Regions from separate parts of the Zea mays genome. Here regions 2, 3 and 4 are each linked to region 1. Evidence: chromatin contacts called from public Hi-C data. All regions are on one chromosome and are shown on one strand. Each heading gives the region's core, a stretch centred on a gene start, on an enhancer-like site or on the middle of the called end of the contact. The rest is flanking DNA. Distances are from core to core; before and after follow the strand shown. Region 1 holds the start of LOC100279329. Region 2 holds the start of LOC100193727. Region 3 holds the start of LOC100273645 (60S ribosomal protein L13). Region 4 holds the start of LOC100286183.

Region 1 (5,015 bases), core at 1,166-3,665:
AGTTAGCTCATGGTTCATAGACATACCCCTGTCCAGGACAGGCAAATGTAAAAATTTCCCATCATGCATTGTGTGAAGAGCATCAAGAATTGGGGTGTCCACTGTGGCACATTCAGGACTCTGAGTCATGACCTGTGGAAAGGAATTTCAAACATGATGGCAGTTAGTTGATGAGTAGGTACAGATAATTAAATGTGATTGCATAGCGATACAAAGGTAATTGTAAAGAGACTTGCCTTCTCGACCGTGGTGGACTCAGGAGGAAGATTTTGGGCGATAACACGCATCAATATATCTCTAGATCTGTCATATAAATCAAAGCAAGGCTTGTAGTTCGAGTCAGGTCTAGAAATAGTTGTTCCTGTGATTAGACTAAGAAAAGGTACTCACGTCAGAATTCCTCCAGGTTTGTTTTCAATTGCTACAACTGCTGAACTCACTTTTAATTCCAGCATCTTCTTTGATGCTGTCAACACCATGTCTGATGGTGCAACAGTGACAACTCTAAAGAATTGAGATCAGGACATAAGTTGTTCTGAACTGGCATTTATGTTGCATGAATGCTCAAGAAGGCACTTAATCTGAAAAAAGAACGGATATTACCTACTTTGGATTCTCAGAGATAATAGTAGACAGCGATGGCCTAAACATCCGTTCTCGAAGCGTCTCAATAAAATTGTTAGGACCTGCAAAATAAACAGAGAGAAGATTAAAGGAGCACACTAGAAAAGCCATGAGAGCAAACTTTCATACATAAAGTTTATAATATACATGTGAAACATAAAGGTGAAGGGTAGTAGAATGAAGTTGGATGCATAATTTCATTTCCAAATGTAGAATAAAGATGAGAAGAGGTAGGGAATATGTCAAGTACAGACCAGGCACAGCTGCTCCCCAATGCTTTTCAACGCCCTCGACGGCAGCGGCAATTGCTTTTCCTTTCTCCGCCGCCCTTTCCATCCGTGCAATAGCATCATATAGGCACTTGGCTATGTCCAGAATTGCAATGACCTCGCCATTCTCCACGACAGGCAGATGCCTGAACTTACCTGGAACCGAAGGATACGTTTCATCAGGGAACATTAAAAGATGAATATAGGTGAGGCGCACAGAAACCGTGGGAGCATTCACAGACCTTGCACCATCTTTTGCAACGCCTCGACTGCAAGCGTGTCCGCGAGAACAAATACAGGGTTTCGGGTCATGACCTTGGAGACCGGTGTCTCTTCCATCTTCAACTCACGAGCAATCACCCTTGTGGTTATGTCCTGACCAGCGTTCCCAAAATACAGCATACAGTGAGAAATGGGAACATCTAAGGCGGCACTGACACGAAAAAAAAAGCGAAGGAACATCCCCTCACCTTGTCGGTGAGGATCCCACAGAGCAAAGCGTTGGAGTCAGTCAGCAGCACGGCGTCAACCCTGCGTGACGCCATCCTCCGACAAGCCTCGTGCACGGTTGTGTGATCCGGTATCGTCAGCGCCTTGGACAGCCTCAGCCTTTTCACGGTCCTCTCGCCGGTCAGTGACCTGGAAAGAATCACACGAGGTACGTTTTTTTTCAGCTGTGAAGATTTTGGTCTTGTCCATTTGATAGAGCAGGCATGGCAATATAATCATGGCTTGACAGCAATCAATGTCGTGTTGCAATCTTGCTTGTGTTAGTGAAACGTGTGTGGTTTACGTTACACGCGAAATTCCACAGCCGGAGTCATGCGTATGTGGTACGGCATGGTTGTAAGAGTTGAATGGGATTCAGCACTTGTCTGTTGTAACTGAAAAACGGCCCGTACTTGGTATTGTTAGACTAAAAAGTGCGTAACATCCATCGATTCCACAAACCGGGGGAGGTGTCAAATCTAGGCTATGGAAGCTCCCAGCTACAAACAAAGCGAGGCACACGGAAGCTACTCCAGGTTGACACGCGACGCGACGCTTGAAGCCTTGATCCGAAGACACCATGCGTCCATGCCACAGAGACGGTAGGTACGGAGCACGGTCTACGCTACGCATAACAAGGGCAGAGCAAGGCGGGTGCGGCGGATCACGTACGTGGAGTGGCCGCGGGAGAGGGAGACGGAGGACCGCCTGGAGGGCGGCGGGGCGTCATGGCCGTGCCCGTTCTCGGCGGGCAGGACCCTCCTCCTGGATCCGGAGGACGATGAGACGTTCCTCCGGCCGGCGCCCGCGCCCGCGCCGCCGTCCATCTCCCGGCGCGCGCCGCCCGCCGGGGGAAGCGAGAGCCTCCGATCGGCGACGGCGCTGATCCGCGGCGGCGCAGGAGCGGGGGATTCTCTTTGTCTCGCCCGCTGGCTCCCGCGAATCAGGAGCGCTCCCCAATAGGTGGGGGAAGGCGGAGACCGGAGACGGGGCCGAAGGTCGCGGCGTGCGGCAGGGTATCTAAAATTTTCCTTCTTTTTTTTCGCCGAGCTGGTGGGTGCTGGGTGGTGGTGTTCGGATGCCCCCGTCCCGTGCGTGCGCGCCTGGCCTGGCCCGCGTGGTGTTTGCTTTGCGCATTCGTGTCGACGAGAGGCGGCTGAGTGGCTGACGGCTGGGGCTGGATAATGCCGCGAGGCGTGCGATGCGGATGTGGGGACCATAGCAGACTGCAGAGAGAGCAGCTCCGGGCCTCCGATCGAAATCCAACCGTGTCGACGCGGCCCACGCCACCCGTCGGGCGGCCGACCCGCGCAATCCCGCGTCGACACGACTGTTTAGACGCATGGCGGTGGTGATGTGTCGCCCGCGGGACGGGACACGGGACTGACCACCGCGCCGCGCCGCTTCCCTGAGGTGAGGGGCCGGGGACGCCGCCGGGCAGTATATATACCGCTGCCGGGCGGCGAGCGCTGGTGGCCGTGCACCAGAAGGCCGAACACCTGGCGCCGGCCGCCGGGAGACAATGCCTCAGCTCGCGTGCAATGCAAATGCTACGAGAGCGGGCGGCTTGGGGTCCTCTCTCCGTCTCGACCACGCCAGTTCGACCAGGTACGCCGTCGCCGGCGGCGGATGGATGGCTAGGTCGTCGCTCCTTCATTCTTCTGTTACTTCCGCCACGCATTCTTAAAGGGTGTTTGGTTTGTAGGGACTAATTTTTAGTCCCTACATTTTATTCCACTTTAGTTACAAAATTATCAAATATAGAAACTAAAACTCTATTGTAGTTTCTATATTTGTCAATTTATATACTAAAATGGAACAAAATGAAGGGACTAAACATTAGTCCCTAGAAACCAAACACCCCCTTAGATACTTCCTCCATACTCGGTCAGTCTAACTTTCCTCCATCTAGTAGTATTATGTTTTATTATATCAAATATTTCGATTTGATCGGCAATTTTTTTTAAAAAAAATTATATAGGTTAACGACATAAGATTTTGTTTTCGTATCATTATTATGACAACTGCTTTCAGCACACAGTATATAATTCACAGATATTACCTTTCAGCCCACTGACGCCTAGGGCAACTGCATAAACACAAGTGTACAGCACAATTTTTATCACAAACTTGCGAAAACATCCGGCTAGATTTGACACCCAACCCGCCCTCTCTTTTTTGCAGATGAAATCATGCAAGCCTGTACCATTAAAAGGAGTTAGCTACTGATTGAAAATTTGACATCTGCTAGGCAATCACATAATTTTACAGCATCACACTTTTTCTGCACATCACACTAGGTAAGAGGAGCGTGAGACCCAGGCTCCACGAGGGTCACTGCAGGTTGGCACATCCAAACAAACATAAGCAGCAAGCACAGTGCTAGGAAATAAACTTTGTGCGACAACGTAACGGGGCTTAAGTTCGGCAAGGAGCGGCACAGTTTCCGCATCCTGTTATTGAACTCCACTTCCTCGGCTAACCTTGCCAGCAGCCACCTTGACAAACCTCAGCTACACAACAATAGTATGCGGCACCGGCACCGCCCCGTTAGCAACAGATGCACGCCCCGTTTCATTTGTCGGTTGCACGCTCTGCCGAGTAAAGCAACATCTGGCTGCTTGTACTTGCACCGGCACCACCATTGTTTTCTTTTGCCAACATCTGCATTTCATCATAATAGAGAACTTCAGACTAACATGCGAGGAATACATAGCTGCATTTACCAATTTCGTAAAAAATGATTCATAGTGAGCAATAATCTCTTTTTTTTTCTGAGATGACTGACGAGTTCCATTCTGATGAACGGTGTTCCTTTCAAGCTTCAGGATATACAAACAGAACATTTTGTGAGACATGGTTCGTATGCACGTTTACTGTGTCCAGCTTACAAATGGTTGACTCTAGAATAGTAAGGCAGCACGATCCACTTGCCGTCGAAATCATACCAAAAAAGCTCAATTAGAATATAACAAGAATGACTTTTGGCGTTTGTTATCTTGTCCTACTTAAGAGTAGAGCTACATAACTGAGTTGAGCTCTGACAGGGCTTCCGGCCATTGATGTTAGATTTTCACATAATATTTTTTAGCTGTCCCTTAATTAAGAATGGAATTGACACAGTTTTAAGTAAAATCGGACCCAAAACCTACGCAAGGTGTACAAACTACCCAAGCAATGGCAGCCTCACACATAAAACTCATCCAGAGTCATCGTTGTCGAGCTCAACATAATGGACCAAAGAAAACTGGACGACGTCTATAGCCAAACACTAACACAAATGGAGGAAGACCGCGGAGCGTCGTCATTGTCAAGCCTCGAGACACCACACGTGAGGCAGCTCCGATTCTTCACGAACGGGACTTTCAATCTTGATCTTCCGCCTCGTTCCCAACATATGCCTAACCTCAGAAGCAATCCTTCCACGAAGAAGGGGGCGTCTCACGTCATCATTGACGAGCCACATCCCCTGACGTAGCAGCTTCGACTTTACGCTCCAACACCGTACCTCCACCCGCATACCAAACGCTAAGAAGCGAAAGCATCTACAGAAAAGCGATGTCGTGGTCGGGACAAAACTTCAATAGCGACCTCTTCAGGAAGGGAGTGACGTTGCAGACGTCATCGTCGCAT
Region 2 (4,893 bases), core at 528-3,027, 290 kb before region 1:
GGAGTTCGTCGTCTTTCGGAGTCGAGGCTGAGTCCGAGCCCTAGGGTCGGGCGAGGCGGAGTCCGTCGTCTTCCGGAGCCGAGGCTGAGTCCGAGCCCTGGGGTCGGGCGAAGCGGAGTTCGTCGTCCGAGGCCGAGACGGGGGCCGAGCCCTGGGGTCGGGCGAGGCGGAGCTTCCTATGGCGCCCGAGGTCGGACTTGGCTGCTGTCAGCCTCACTCTGTCGAGCGGCACAACAGTCGGAGCGACGCAGACGGCGCTGTCTTCTTGTCAGGTCGGTCAGTGGAGCGGCGAAGTGACTGTGGTCACTTCGGCTCTGTCGACTGAAGAGCGCACGTCAGGATAAGGTGTCAGGCGATCCTCGCATTAAATGCTCCTGCGATACGGTCGGTCGGTGTGGCGATTTGGCCAAGGTTGCTTCTTGGCGAAGACTGGGTCTCGGGCAGCCGAAGGTGTGTCCGTTGCTTGAGGGGGCCCTCGGGCGAGATGTGGATCCTCCGGGGTCGGCTGCCCTTGCCCGAGGCTGGGCTCGGGCGAGGCGAGATCGTATCCCTTGAGTGGACCGAGCCTTGACCTTAATCGCACCCATCAGGCCTTTGCAGCTTTGTGCTGATGGGGGTTACCAGCTGAGATTAGGAGTCTTAGGGGTACCCCTAATTATAGTCCCCGACACTCCCAATCCCAAAAGAGCAGTTAAAACAAAGCTTATTTTTCTGCACATCACCACACATGTCTGATGACACACTAGACACATCTAGTGAGTTTTACGTCAGCTAGCCATTGTGAACTAGTCATTGCTAATCATTGAAGCCTAGGTAACCGTTGCGACACACATATTCGATAAGCTATACCCAACTAGGTTGCATTTGCAACCCTTTTTGAGCATGTTGTTCGGTGAATGATCTGATGCATCATCGGACACGTCCAATGCTCTATCCAATGTGACATCTGGTATACTTGTTAGGTTTACATATGCGTTTGGTGTACTTATTCTTCAGCCTAATTTTTAATAGACACTGCACCTGTCCAGTGCTAGCCCGTTTTCTATGTATTTGTGTTTCTTGTGTGGGCTTATTACATCTTATGTCTTGGACTCTTTTGCATGATATTGATAGATCTTTAATAATTATTCAATGTCTTGCTTTAGAGTGTTGATCTCCTTGATCATTTCGTTGTCTTCGTTCATCCTTTGGACTATAATAAACAACACTAGCAAACACATTAGTCTAAATAACTATATTGATCATCAAATACAAAAAAAACTTTAATTAAATAGGCAACAATCCATTTTTTGTTTAGGCTCTCTAGAGCAAGGCCATCAGAATAGTAACCTGCAACCCGCAAACCACTCTCTAATCTACAAATTTACCTTTGTGAGAAGGAAACCACGGCCATTAATGTTTCATAAATTATGATTATAGTTTTTTTTAGTAATAGCATAAACATGTTTATACGTGTGTTATCTTGGTATTGTATTTCCCACTATAAAGTATGACCATATATTACATAGTTATATTATAAAACAATTATAAAACAAAAGACATCATTGATGCTTACTTAAACCGCACCACACCCAAACCCAACCCAACCGATGACACTAGCTATCTATAAACCCGAGCAAACAAAAGCAAACCGCACCCACACCACACGGGACGGGGACGGGAACACGGCGAGGGCGAAGCCACGCAAACGGACACGGCACGCGCGGCCTCACGCCGTCACCTGCTTCGCTGCTGTCCATTTAGCGAAGCGGAAAGGGAGGGTGCGACCGGAAGGCCCGACCCCGACCCGGAAGACGAGGTAGAGGAGGGGGCGAGCGACAGAGGCAGTGGAGGGGCGCGGTGAGGAGGCCGGCGGCGCGCGCGCGCTTGCGGCGCCGGCGGCCTGGCGATGGGGGAGGTGGCCGCGCTGCGCCAGCTCGTCGGCCAGGTCCAGGAGCTCTGGGACCTCTACGGCGCCAACGGCAACCCCGTCCCCAGGCAAGGCGAACGAGCGAACGAAAACCTCCTGGCCTCCTCCTCCTCCTCCTCCTCCTCCTCCCTCTCTCTCTCTCTCCCCGTTGTTTGGTTATTACTCCGCTCCCACCTCGCGCTCTCGTCCGCGTCCTCGCTGCCCCGCCCCCGTCCTTTATACTCCCGCCGTTCTGCCCCCGCCTCGCGCGGATCTGCTCGCCGCGCTGCGGGGGTTTGCAATCGCATCGCGAATTTGCCGGCCTCACTAGCTGATTGTTTTTTTGTCGGTTGATTGATTGATCTGCCGCGCCTGTTTGTTTCACTTCCCCAAGCAGATTACTAGGCCGGATCTTTGGGGTGCTTGTCTGTGCGCCACAGGATTTCGATCCACTGTTTTCGGCCCCTCGAATTGGTGTTACCTGCGTCCACTCCCCCCACACCCCTACCTCCTCCGCGCTAGATTTGGCACTGTTGAACGGAGGAACAGGGCGCGCGCCGTAGAAATGTAACAATCCGTATACCCTCCCTCGCTCTAGTTTTACATTACGTTTTGCTGACTTTGCTGTTGGCATGTTGGCTGTTGCTAGTTTATGTGCCCCATGGTCACAGGTTTTGGCATTGGCCCCATGCATAGGACACGATTATTATTTACGCAACCCCATGGAATCGAGACCAGGGCAGCCTCCACCCTAGGTTAGTTTAGCGAACGCGACGCCGATGATAATCTTAACATATCTCCGGTCAGTTTGACTTTTGAGCCGCGTCGTGGAGCTTTGTTGGCAAGGGGGACCAAAGCAAAGGGAGGAAATCAACTTACCTCACGTGCTTTACTGGTTTTTAATGGAGGCGGACTTGGTAAACCTGCTCCAGTGCTCCCAGTCCCAGGGCTTAGCTGGACATGCGGTGGAAACCCGAGAAGCCATTCTAATATGCCCCCTTCCTCGATGCTGGGACTCGTTCTAAGCTCTTATGCCACCGCTATTGTTCTTATGCACGCTTTGATAAGCGTCGTCGTGCTTGGCTGCTTGCTGTTTGCGATTTCTTTTCTTCACTAGGCTGTATGAGTTTGTTTCTGTGGAAAGTTACATGCCATCCTGTAGCAAGTAAAATTGAGTTCTGGCAAGCTTCTCATGTCAGGCAATGTTTCCTGGATGTAATCCAAAGAGGCCTTCACTGCATTGCCTGTCAGGCCATAAGGAGAGTATCCTCCCAGCTTCAATTTTCCTCAGATTCACATAGAATCCAGCCATTTGAGTTTTTGTTTCCCTTCACAAGAATATAATATATTATCCTCTGTATACCAAGTCTAATCTGCTGAGAAACATATGATTGGCCAGCGTTGTTCCTGATATAAACTACTTGGTTGACCATGACACCTCTGATAGTCTGATTGCCTGGCAAATAATATGAATATCACATCTTGGCTTTAGAGAGGGTTGATGAATGTTGATTGGAAAATGGATGACAAAATTGATACTTGTGCACTACAGAAAGCGAACTAGTTGATAAATTCATATTTCCCATTGGACAAGCAAGAGAAAACAGTTACAGATTAGTCATTTTTTGAGTGTAAGCATGTTGCTCCATGTACGACAACATGAATAAATCATGCATTCAGTCAAGTGATTCTGTCAAAATTATTGACATGACACTTTCATACTTCTGTATGTATTTTTGTCCAAAACAATGCTTCGAATGGTAAACAACTAAACTGGGGGTTATATATTGTATTATTCCTTTTCTTTTGCAGTTAAAAAAAATCTTGTTCATAGTTCATACCCTGTCCAGACTAATTTTCCCTTAAATAAAATGGACTAACTGGGCTATCAATATGCTACAGGTGGTATTTACCTGACTTCGAACATGGTTCAATCAAGGATGATTATTGTGGGGGAAGCTCAGGATACAACTCGGAATTACTGAAGATCATGGAAACTAACCAATCTCCCCCTTGCAAGCGACCGCGGAGAGATCGAAACCGTGAAAAGGCACCCTCCTCAAACAAAATTGAAGTCATGGAACAAGAGATATGGAGAGATTTCCCTGAAGATCTTTTCGAAACTGTCATAGCAAGGCTTCCTGTTGCTGCAATTTTTCGATTCCGCACTGTCTGCCGAAGGTGGTCTTCCCTTTTGGGCTCAGACAGTTTCTCTCGTCAGTACTCTGAAGCTCCACATGGACTGCCATGGTTCTATACAATCACTCATGAGAATTCAAACAACAATGTTGCGATGTATGATCCTTTGCTGAAGAAATGGCACCACCAATCTGTTCCTCTCAATCATACGAAGATAGTTATTCCAGTGGCATCCGTGGGTGGCCTTGTATGTTTATTGGATCTGAGCCACAGGAATTTTTACATCTGCAACCCTCTTACGCAATCACTGAAGGAGATCCCACCAAGATCAGTCCATGGTTGGTCAAGAGTCGTTGTAGGGATGGTGTTGAATGGAAGAAGTTCTAGTGATGGCTACAAAGTAATGTGGTTAGATATTGATGGGACTTGCGAAGTTTATGACTCTACAAAGAACGTGTGGTCTTGCCCTGGAACTTTTCCTCCAAGCATCAAACTTCCACTTGCTCTAAATTTGAGGTCACAACCAGTGGCGGTTGGCAGCATGATATACTTCATGTGCGCAGAACCAGATGGTGTTTTGTCATATGATGTAAGCACCGGGATTTGGAGGCAATTTGCCATCCCACTGCCACTGCATCTGACTGATCACACACTTGCCGAGTTCCAGGGAAGGGTTATGCTGGTGGGTCTGCTGTGCAAAAATGCAGCGACCTGCATCTGCATATGGGAGTTGCAGAAGATGACTCTCCTCTGGAAGGAGGTGGACAGAATGCCAAATCTCTGGTGCTTAGAGTTCTACGGTAAGCACATGAAGATGAAATGCCTGGGCAACAGTGGTTTGCTCATGCTCTCCTTGAAGGCGAAGC
Region 3 (4,999 bases), core at 1,171-3,670, 420 kb before region 1:
ACAATACCATTACAACTCTTAGTGAAGGTATCTAAGCTCACAAGATACCATACAAATCATATAGCTCTCGCAAGATACCATAAACTCATATAGCTATCGCGCTTGTGGAAAACACGAGACAACTGCGAACACACGAACGAGAGACCTTCTCGCAGAAAGAGAGTATACCGTTTGAGCCTTTGGGGCATCCACTGGAGACTGGAGATAGCCATGGCCGCAGCAGGAACATTTAAGATGCTATATAAATTCAAAACATTAAGGCAGAATCGTGCGTCGCCAAGAATTCATTAACCCATTAGATAGCTGAGTTCGCAAACAAATACAAGGTATCAAACAGTAGGACACCAAAATATTTGACTGGTCTCTATTTCCAGCACCCAAAAAAAACTTGGAACAAGCACTTGATGGAAGTAGCATCTCGCTATGACTGAACAGAACAAAACAGGCTACAAAGTTTGGCTGCTTCACTTCTTGTCTTCCTTCTCTGCCTCAGCTGCCTTCTTCTGGCGGGCACCGAGGTGCTTCTTGTTCATCCGCTCAAGGCGGAGCTTGCCATAGGCCGCAAACGCCTTCATCTCATCTGTGACCTTCACAACCTCTACAGAGCGCTTCTCACCGCGAGTAATTGGCATGTAGTCACCCTGTACCTGGGTAGCAGTGGTAAGCTCCTCCAGAGTAGAGTCACCAGCCTGCAACAAAAGTAGGTGATAAGGGATTTTGAGATCAAAGCAGCCAGAGACAATGCCTTCAAGAGATACTTAATTGTTCAGGAAAAGATGACTACTCATACCTTGACCTTGCGAGCACGCCTTGGGAAGATAACCAGCTTGGCCTTGTATGTCTTAAGCCTCTGGACATTGGCCTGCAGCCCCTCAAGGGATTTGTTCTTGCGGCGGTGATCCACAGAAATGCCAATGGTTGGAGCAAGCCTTTTTGGAATGCCCGCAGCCTGCAATCAACATAGTTACTTCTAATATCAAGATAACACAAGGTAATTCAACAAGTAGAAAAGGAACAGCAAAAATTAAACACCATGAGATAGCAAAATTTATAAACATTAGAAAATTTGTGGTCATGCAAAAGACAGCATATCAGCCTCTATACAGCGGTTCACACAAAAATAGCATGTGGCATACATACAACAGCAATTCATTTGATATGAGAACAACAAAACAAACATGGCTCAAGAGCAAACAATGCATCACCTTCAACTCCTCAAGGGTAAAGCCTCTCCCAGCCCTTGACTTCATGTTGTACTTGAGAGTCTGGCATTGAACAATGGGACGAAGAGGGCCAGCAGTTGGTCGTGGGAATATCTTCACAGCCTTCTTTTGACGTGCTGCACAGAGAACATAGCAGGGTAAATTATACGCTTGTCAGCAGGTGCAATAGGGGGGAAATCATACATAACAAGTAAATCAATGAAAGCAATTGTTGAGTAAAGCAAGTGAACTTTTAGTTTGGTTACTTCATCGATAGCATAAAGGGAAAACAATGCACTGCAAATCAGATACAAGCATAGCAAACCCGATTAGCATATTCACCCGGACACCCGGTAGGTGGTGGCTTGGGAGCTATCCAGGCTTAGCTAGTGCAGGCCGCCAGGCCTGAATACTAGGTGGTGTCATGGTACAAACAAGGAACAGCCAACTGGTGTTACAGTTTAAAGGATGAACAAACTAGTGTTAAAACTAACTTATTTAGCAAGCCAATACGAAACCAAACATACTAGATTGCAACAAACTAAACCTTGCACTGGTTCATTATCGATGGGGATGAGGCAATTGCAATGGGCAGGACAAGTGACCTGTTTATTAGCTAGTTTGAATTCAACAAGCACGCGAAATGTTGTAGGTAGGCTAAAAAATGGCGATGAGCTCACCGATGCGGCGCCTCTGCTTGCGGGCGGGCTGGTTGAACCATGTCTTGACATAGTTCTGCCAGTGCTTCTTGAAGTGCCCGTTGGGGATGACGTTGTTGTGCTTCACCATTTCGCCCTCTTTCTCTCCTTCTTACCTGTACACATCAACAACGCAACAGTGACGGCATCAGCAGAGACGAGCAACGAGCACACCACGGGAACAAGAATCAACGAGCTGCCGCCAGCTCCACCCTATGCTCTCGTTAGCAGCGCCTCGAGCAAGTTGCAACACCAATGCACACAAACGCATCGAGAGCACACCAGATCCTATGGTCAGCGCTAGGAAACGGATCAAGAGGAACCCAGAGCCGTCGCGCAGCAAGATCCGCGTGCGCATCCCACAGGCCACGGCTAAGCAGTCGATTAACAACCGAGATCAGACGGGCAACGAACCCACACGCAGCACAGAACGAAGCCCAGGAGGTAGGAAGCCGACGAGCAAAAGGTCTTACCTGTAGAGGAGATGCGGCAGCGGCGCGAGGAGTGGAGGCGGAGCGGGGTGTCCAGCGGAGGCGGGGTTTTGCGCTAGGGTTGGGTGCTTATAGGGGTCGGAGGAGAGGAGGCGCGAGCCCTAGCTTGGACGGCCGAGATCTCACCATTCTGGTGACGGAATTGATGGGCCGTTGAGTGGGCGGATCTCATCGGGCCTTTCTAATGGACAAGTGAAAATATTTCCATGAGGTGGGCCTCTACGTCCCCGTTCCGTTCCATGCTGTTTGGGCCGTAGGTGCACGTTTCATATTTAGGGAGAAAATTGTCGTGTTTTCTGATTTAAACATAAATAAATATGATTTTTAAATGGTCTTTTACTTTTTTATAAACATAAAACCATCTTAAATTTACCTACTCGAAGGGTAAACTTTCATGTGTTAAAAGTTTGATGAACAAAATATATACGGTTTTAGAATTACGTGACCGAAAACAAACAATGGCCGACTATCGAGTTGAAATATAGTCCATGAGTTCACAAATATATTTTGTCGTTGACTTTAAAAAACTTTAATTACTTATCTTATTTAAAAAAATCGTGAGTTGTTGTTTATTTTTTTATAATTTATTTTTATCATTGGAGGTCATTTGAACATGACTTAAAATGTTACATTTTTGAATAAATATTTTGAATAAGATGAGTGGTGAAAGTTTTTTTAGAAAAAAGGTCAATATTATCATATATTTGTAAAAGGAGGTAGTATTCTTTGTTGTTGTGGATTAGGACCGCTATTGTATATGTACGGGTTGTTTGTTGGTGCATATTTTCCCTTTCATGGCGTGACAGGGCTTTGTATGGTGTGCAAGAGGATTCTTCCACATGAATCCTCTTCAATTCTCTGGTCACCAAACCCGTTCTTAAAATTACTGAGCAAAAGTATGGTCTCATCTCTTGAAGATGCATTTGCCGGTAAGCAAGAGCGGAGGCGTTGCTCGAGCAACACCTTGTCCCAGCCCAACTAGAGACCCACAGTAAAAAAAACTAATTTCTAAGTCCTAACCCTACTATTTGGGCAAGACCGATGCACGCATAACGCACCCGCTTTCGACCGTCGACGCCAGCATCTAAGCTCTGTCGGTCGTCTGTCGTTGTCATGTCCCTGTTCCACCAGGTGCCAACTCCAATCTCCCTGTTTCACCGAGCTCGAGCTCCGGACCACCCACGCCTAGGCCGACTCGGCTTCGACGACGCCTCCTAGTCCCAGGTCGCCTGTCTGCCTAGCCAGGCGAGCTCCACCACAGCTCCTTGACAGCCGGCAAGATGAGGTGCTCCCCGCGAGCCATCGTGCCGCCCGAGCTCCTCCTCGCAGATCCGCCCCGCGCTGCAACAACCCAACAACAAGTATTGGCTTCCGTCGTGGACATGGTGATGTGGTACATCGTATCTCATCGCCTCTTCTCCTACATCGCCCTCCATGTCTCTTTTTTCAATTGTTTAACAAATTTTACCTCAATTTGCTATTAATAACACATTTCTCTTATTTAAAAATGAATCCGTGGAAATGTATATTCTTATTTCAATTGTTTAACAAATTTTACCTCAATTTGCTATTAATAACACATTTCTCTTTTTTCAGATTCATTCGCTATACAACATTTAGTTATAAATGGATTATGATCATGATGACTCTGGAATAAGGTAATAGTAAATTTTATTTCGCCGTTATGTCAGCAACATCTTAATTTTAATGTGTCCTCCACCACTATCGGTAAGTGAGAGCACCTAGAGGGGGAGGTGAATAGGTGATCCTGTAAAACTTAAAACTTAAGCCACAAAAACTTGGTTAAGTGTTAGCACAATAATTGCCAAGTGGCTAGAGAGAAGTCAAAACGCAATAACCACAACAGATCAAAACACAGAGATGGCACGGTGGTTATCCCGTGGTTCGGCCAAGACCAACGCTTGTCTACTCCACGTTGTGGCGTCCCAACGGACGAGGGTTGCAATCAACCCCTCTCAAGCGGTCCAAAGACCCACTTGAATACCACAGTGTTTTGCTTGCTTTTCTTTATCCCGTTTGCGAGGAATCTCCACAACTTGGAGCTTCTCGCCCTTACACTTGAAATTCACAAAGAAACACAGAGCAAGGGAGGATTAGCAACGCACACAAGACACAAGAATCAAAGTATCAACACACACACAAGTCGCAACAAGAGCTCGCAACTGAAAGGGAAATGTGCCCTTGGGCCATTTCTAAGTATTTTGGTGATTTAGTGTCCAACACAAGTGCCTAAGTGTAAAAGATGGACAAAGTACAAATCAAGGATAAAGGTATGTTTCTCAGACTTAGTACATTGTTTTATGGACTAATGTATTGTGTCTAAGTGCTGGAAACAGGAAAAATCCAATTGAAAATGCCTTGGCTCGAACAGCCAAGACTTTGCTGAGTCTGGGAGCACCGGACTGTCCGGTGGTGCATCGGACAGTGTCCGGTGGTGCACCAGACAGTGTCCGGTGCGCCAGGCTGGCTCGAGCGAAGTGGCTGCTCTTGGGACTTCGATGGCGGTGTACGGCTATAATTCACCGGACTGTCCGGTGGTGCACCGGACTGTCCGGTGGGCCGTTCACAGGCGAACTCGTCGCTCTCG
Region 4 (5,150 bases), core at 187-2,686, 430 kb before region 1:
ATTAAAAATAGAAAGCATGCTCACTTTTTTGTTCACATGGTCAAATTTAAAAATTAGCAACCAACAAATAGAGAACTGTTGGAGCACACATTATTTTCTACTTCTTAAAGTGATTTAGCAACTTATTAAATCTGTAATTTAGGGTGCTAAATTTACATAACTATTGAAGATGCTCTTAGCTGATTAATTTCACTAGCAATTTTTTAGCTAACTATCTATTAGCTCTAGTGTATTCAAACACCCCTAAATATAATTAATTTATTTGGTTTGCCATGTCCTAGTCTATTTCTAGAATGTTGTATCAGGATGCTTTGGAGCTCATACACATTTTATCTTTACAAATCTTATCAATTATCCACCGTTTTTTAAGTTTGGAAATAATGTAAATGTCTTAAAAAAACCACTTGTAACAGGTGTAAAAATATATTTTTAATGGTTGTAAGGGTTGCAGGAGTACGATATTGATTTCAAAATTAAGGAGAAAAACAAACCGCATTTGCAATTAGGGTTGGGCAAAAATCCAGTAACCCGAAACCGGAATACTCGAACCCGAAATACCCGAAACCCGAATTTTGTTCGAGAATTTTGGGTACCAACTTGCAAAACCCGAATTTATTTCAGGTAATTGGGGTATCACAATCGGGTACCCGAAATACCCGAACTTTCATGTGTCATGTATTCATGTCATGTTTAATTATTAATTTGTACATCTATAATTATGTGTAAGTGTGCATAACTTGTGATTGTAGATTGCTTGTGTTTTATATGTCCATGTATATCATTATTCAAACTATATTTTTATACTAATTTAATAGGGTGTATGTGTTTTTATTAAGCCAACACAACAATTCGGGTAGTTTGGGAATACTCGAACCCGAACCCGAAATTCCGAGTACCCGATTTTTCGGGTATTGTAAAACCCGTTGTAATTTCGGGTATCGATTCTCGAAACCCGAAATTTAAAATACCCGAATTACCCGACCCGAAATTTTCGGGTAACCCGAACACCCACCCCTATTTGCAATCCAGGAGGTAAAACTTTTTTAGGACTAGTTTGAAAACCCATTTTTTCCAAGAGAAAATGAACTAATTTCCCTTGGGAAAATAAAAACACCGTAGAAAAATGAGGTTCCCAAACTAGTCTTTATAAGGAACATATTTATGGCTAGTTTGATAATTCAATTTTTCGAAGGAATTTCTATTTTCTCAAGAAAAAATAAACTATTTTTTTAGAAAATGAAAATACTTTGGAAAAATGGGTTCCCCGACTAGCGGGCGAAATTTTGAATGGTTTTAAGAGCTGGTGGGCGAAAATTACGTGAAGTCGCTAGAGCAAGCCCAAAGACAGCCGGCCCATCCAGTGACATTACGAAGGCTAGACAGTACGGATCGGCCCAACTCGCATCTAAACCCTAGCCCCTCACCGTTCTCAATCTCTTCTCCCTTGATCGGCACAGCCACAACCTCCTTCTCCAATACTCTCTCCCTCGCCGCCGGCCACCTCCGCCTCCTCCCACGCGCCACCTCCGCCTCCTCCCACGCGCCACCTCCGCCTCCTCCCACGCGCCACCTCCGCGACAAACCACTGAAGGAGGGAGAGGACTCGCTCATATCGTCCGATGGAGGAGGACTCGATCAAGGGGATGATCTCCGCGATATCCTGGGTGCCCAGGGGCGCCGCCAAGAGCGTGCCCGTCGTTGCCGACCCGCCCACTCAGGAGGAGATCGCCGAGGCCATGAAGACCTTCGACCTGGGCAGAGAGTGAGAGCCGCCTCCCTCCGCCCTCTGTTTCTATCCTTGCATCGCGTGCTCTACTTCCAGCAATAGTGACGAATTTTGTTTCGTTGCCGTGTGTAACCTGTCTTTCTCCATCATTAATTCTAGCGACAGTGACTTGGTTTCATTTTTCTTGCCATGTAACCTGTATCCAGCTCCGGGAGCGACGCTGACGAGGATGATGATGCTGCCACCATGGAACTCGACGGTGCGGCGGAAACGGTGGAGGAGGTTGATGAGGCTGCCCGAGCCAAGGCCGTAGCCAAGGCGCTCTGCAAGGGCTCTAGCAAGGCGGACGACGTCGCTGATGAGCTCCGCGAACTCAACATGGACGCGTACGATGATGAAGATGAAGGTGTGCGCCTTCTCTTCCATTCATCCTCCTGCTAAGGCCTTGTTCGGTTATTACCATTACACATGGATTGGATGAGATTGAAAAATTTTAAGAAGAAGTTTGATTTGCTTGGGATTTAAACCCATCCAATCCCACTCAATCCACATGGATTGAGAGAGAACCGAACAAGCCCTAATTAATTCAATCGGCCAGGTGAGCTGTGGCGAATAGGCGACTGATGATTTTTTAACCTGTGATTATGTTAGAGGTCGATATTTTCGGCTCTGGGCTGGGGGACTTGTACTATCCGAGCAACGCAATGGACCCATATCTGAAGAAGAACAATGTGAGTTCAATTCCTCTGCTGTTTTACTTTGCTTTTTGTGTACTGCTGATGGAAAGAAATGGATGCATATTGATACCCATTTTGTACCTTATTAGGAGGATGATGAGGAGGACGACGATGATGATGAGGAAATCGAAGATAAGATGATCATGCCTACTGATTTTGTTATTGTCTGTGCACATAGTGAGGACGATATCTTCTCTCTTCAGGCAAGTATCGGTTACCATATAATCTGATTTTGCTTGGGAAAAACAGCCATGATAATGCTTTTTTTCCTTGTATGAGTCGGCCTGTTTGGATCTCCTAGAGCTAACAATTAGCTGCTAAATTAGCCTAGATCCTGCTTGGATCCCCAGCTAATAGTCTGGCTAGTGCTACTACCACCTAGCTAGCTATTAGCTGATTCCCTTCAGCTAACACCGCTAATAGTTCCTTGTAGTAATAGAATATGGTATACTACCACCATCTCTTTTAGGTGACCACTGATGTATCAAGAATGAAATTATAGCATTACTAGCTCTGGCTGTAGTTAGTAAATTTGTGTTTGGAAATTGACCCCAGCATGTGCTCATAGTGTCTGTCCATGTAAAAATACAGTCTGGTCTTGTTACTTTGCATTTTTCGCCCTGGCAGAATGACTTGCCAGACTGCCCTATGCTATTAGTTTTCATACTTGTTAAATTATTGTCGATGACAGGTCAACATTCTTGAAGAAACAAATGATGGTGAACAAAATATCTTTGTGCATCATGACGTTCCTCTCGCTGATTTTCCGCTATGCACAGCTTGGATGGATTTTAATCTGAAAGGTGGTGAAAAAGGTAAAGCTGGCATGTTAAAGTAAGGGATACCAATTTATTTCTTTGGATTGGAAGGAACTTCTTATCTGATTCTGTTGCTTTCTCCACACTTCAATATCACAGGGAATTTTGTAGCCGTTGGAACCATGGATCCTGCCATAGAAATATGGGACTTAGATATGGTAAGGTCTCTTGTTTGAGGGCTGTAACCATGAGGTGCCTCATTGCAAAACAGTTGATATATTATTTGGTGCACCTTTGATATTTCTCAACAGGTTGATGAAGTGCAACCGCACATGGTGCTAGGAGGACTTTCAAAAAAGAAGAAAAAGACAAAGGGCAAAAAGGTCTGCAACTATCTCTAATCTTGAATGAGATTTGGGCTATCATACTTCTGTAGGTTGCTTTTCTGGATGTTATGCTAAACATCTTGCTCTCCTTCTATAATTGCAGTCAATATTTCCAGCATTACCCAATACTGCGAGTTTCTTGCATTAGTTTGTTGATAAATGCTAGTATTCTTGTTGACACCAAATTACTATTTATTTATTTGATTTCTGTTGCGAAATTTATTTACCTTACCATGTGGTGCTGGTGCCTCGTCTTTCTGGACTTCTGGCTAACTGGCAGCAGAACTTTTGGCTAGATTCACGCATATTTTTACTAGGCTCTTCTTAGATGCAAGCAGCAACACTGGGGGTTCTTCTATGCCTATCAGAGTGATTAGTGCAGCTAATGGTTCCCATGCGAATGCTTAACATCATGATGTTGATTGGCTGAATGTACTTGGCCAGAACAAAGATTGTTAGAATGTTAGCACTTTTTTTCTTTCATGATAGTATGTTGTGCATTTCAATGTATGCAAGGGAGCATTCCTTTTTACTTCCTCTTCAGTCTTCGTGAGCTATACTTCTCTCTTGCAGGGGAAGAAGTATAAGAAAGGAAGCCACAGAAGTTCTGTGCTTGGTCTTGCATGGAACAAGGAAGTTAGGTGAGTTTTCATTTCAACAAGTGGTGGTGACGCTGCTTATTAAGCACCTGGTGTTTGATTTACTGTTGCGAACTCCAGGAATGTTCTAGCTAGTGCAAGTGCAGACACAACTGTTAAAATCTGGGATATAGCTGTTGGTAAATGTGCAGTCACTCTAGAACACCATGATGACAAGGCAAGGATTGATACCTATTTTCTTTGTCATTCTGGACTGATTCTGTGGAATTATGTTACTGTACAATCCTGATCTTCTTTACTGGACTTGCAGGTTCAAGCAGTTGCTTGGAGCCCACAGTCACCTGAAGTTCTGCTTAGCGGATCCTTTGATAAAACAGTTGCCATGGTAACACATCTACCAGTTATCATGTTTATTATTTATTGAATTATTCTTTATTGATATAGGGCCAACATTTTAATTTACAGAATGATATGAAAGATGGTGGGCAGAATTGTCATAAATGGTCTGTTGAAGCAGACGTCGAAAGTTTAGCTTGGAATCCACACAATGAACATTCATTTGTGGTGAGTAAATGAAACTTACAGTTGTTTTTCGCATACCTAAACTCTTTTACCTGTCTAGTCTAAAGCATGTTGTGAGAAGTTGCTGAAAAACAAGAACTAGTTGAAATCTAGATGGATATAGTTAGCGATTCCCTATTTGTGAAGGCAAACGACATCAATATAGTGTGGGAAAGAGTTTATGGTGTTATTTGGTGGACCATGGATTCAACCACCACGTTTTAGTGAAAATTTGTTCAGATTCATCTCCAGTGCTTATCTTGCAATACACACCACTATTTTTTTTCTTTTGGACCATAGAGATGAATTAGTTGGTTAGGCTGGTATGCAGCTTTTTTTATTATTATTATGTACATCTGGTAATTTAATTACTCCTAGATGGT

What was found. A called contact is a pair of places that touch in the nucleus more often than the background predicts.
Region 2: a Hi-C map of bundle sheath shows a contact between it and region 1, with 2.1 times the contacts expected there. The contact joins the promoter of LOC100193727 here to the promoter of LOC100279329 in region 1. A contact is called at or near these places in 4 of 25 Hi-C or Micro-C datasets (bundle sheath, endosperm, leaf and 1 more).
Region 3: a Hi-C map of ear shows a contact between it and region 1, with 4 times the contacts expected there. The contact joins the promoter of LOC100273645 here to the promoter of LOC100279329 in region 1. A contact is called at or near these places in 3 of 25 Hi-C or Micro-C datasets (ear, leaf mesophyll and tassel).
Region 4: a Hi-C map of leaf mesophyll shows a contact between it and region 1, with 4 times the contacts expected there. The contact joins the promoter of LOC100286183 here to the promoter of LOC100279329 in region 1. A contact is called at or near these places in 2 of 25 Hi-C or Micro-C datasets (endosperm and leaf mesophyll).

The regions. Positions count from the first base shown.
Region 1 is chr3:161,168,561-161,173,575 of Zm-B73-REFERENCE-NAM-5.0, forward strand. LOC100279329 reads right to left here and starts at 2,416. Exons shown (of 14, transcript NR_176412.1): 1 at 2,055-2,416; 2 at 1,364-1,532; 3 at 1,136-1,268; 4 at 879-1,049; 5 at 604-686; 6 at 391-504; 7 at 237-303; 8 at 27-132. It overlaps LOC100272251, which reads right to left. Exons shown (of 5, transcript NM_001146746.1): 5 at 3,429-4,046. The coding sequence ends at 3,957.
Region 2 is chr3:160,876,021-160,880,913 of Zm-B73-REFERENCE-NAM-5.0, forward strand. It overlaps LOC100193727, which reads left to right and starts at 1,778. Exons shown (of 2, transcript NM_001138815.1): 1 at 1,778-1,977; 2 at 3,791-4,893. The coding sequence starts at 1,889.
Region 3 is chr3:160,751,553-160,756,551 of Zm-B73-REFERENCE-NAM-5.0, forward strand. LOC100273645 (60S ribosomal protein L13) reads right to left here and starts at 2,421. Exons shown (of 5, transcript NM_001161720.1): 1 at 2,374-2,421; 2 at 1,883-2,016; 3 at 1,206-1,339; 4 at 791-949; 5 at 258-689. The coding sequence starts at 1,991. The coding sequence ends at 465.
Region 4 is chr3:160,736,347-160,741,496 of Zm-B73-REFERENCE-NAM-5.0, forward strand. It overlaps LOC100286183, which reads left to right and starts at 1,437. Exons shown (of 16, transcript NM_001159071.2): 1 at 1,437-1,762; 2 at 1,933-2,132; 3 at 2,378-2,457; 4 at 2,553-2,666; 5 at 3,155-3,278; 6 at 3,381-3,439; 7 at 3,533-3,604; 8 at 4,181-4,248; 9 at 4,327-4,423; 10 at 4,517-4,591; 11 at 4,672-4,770. The coding sequence starts at 1,620.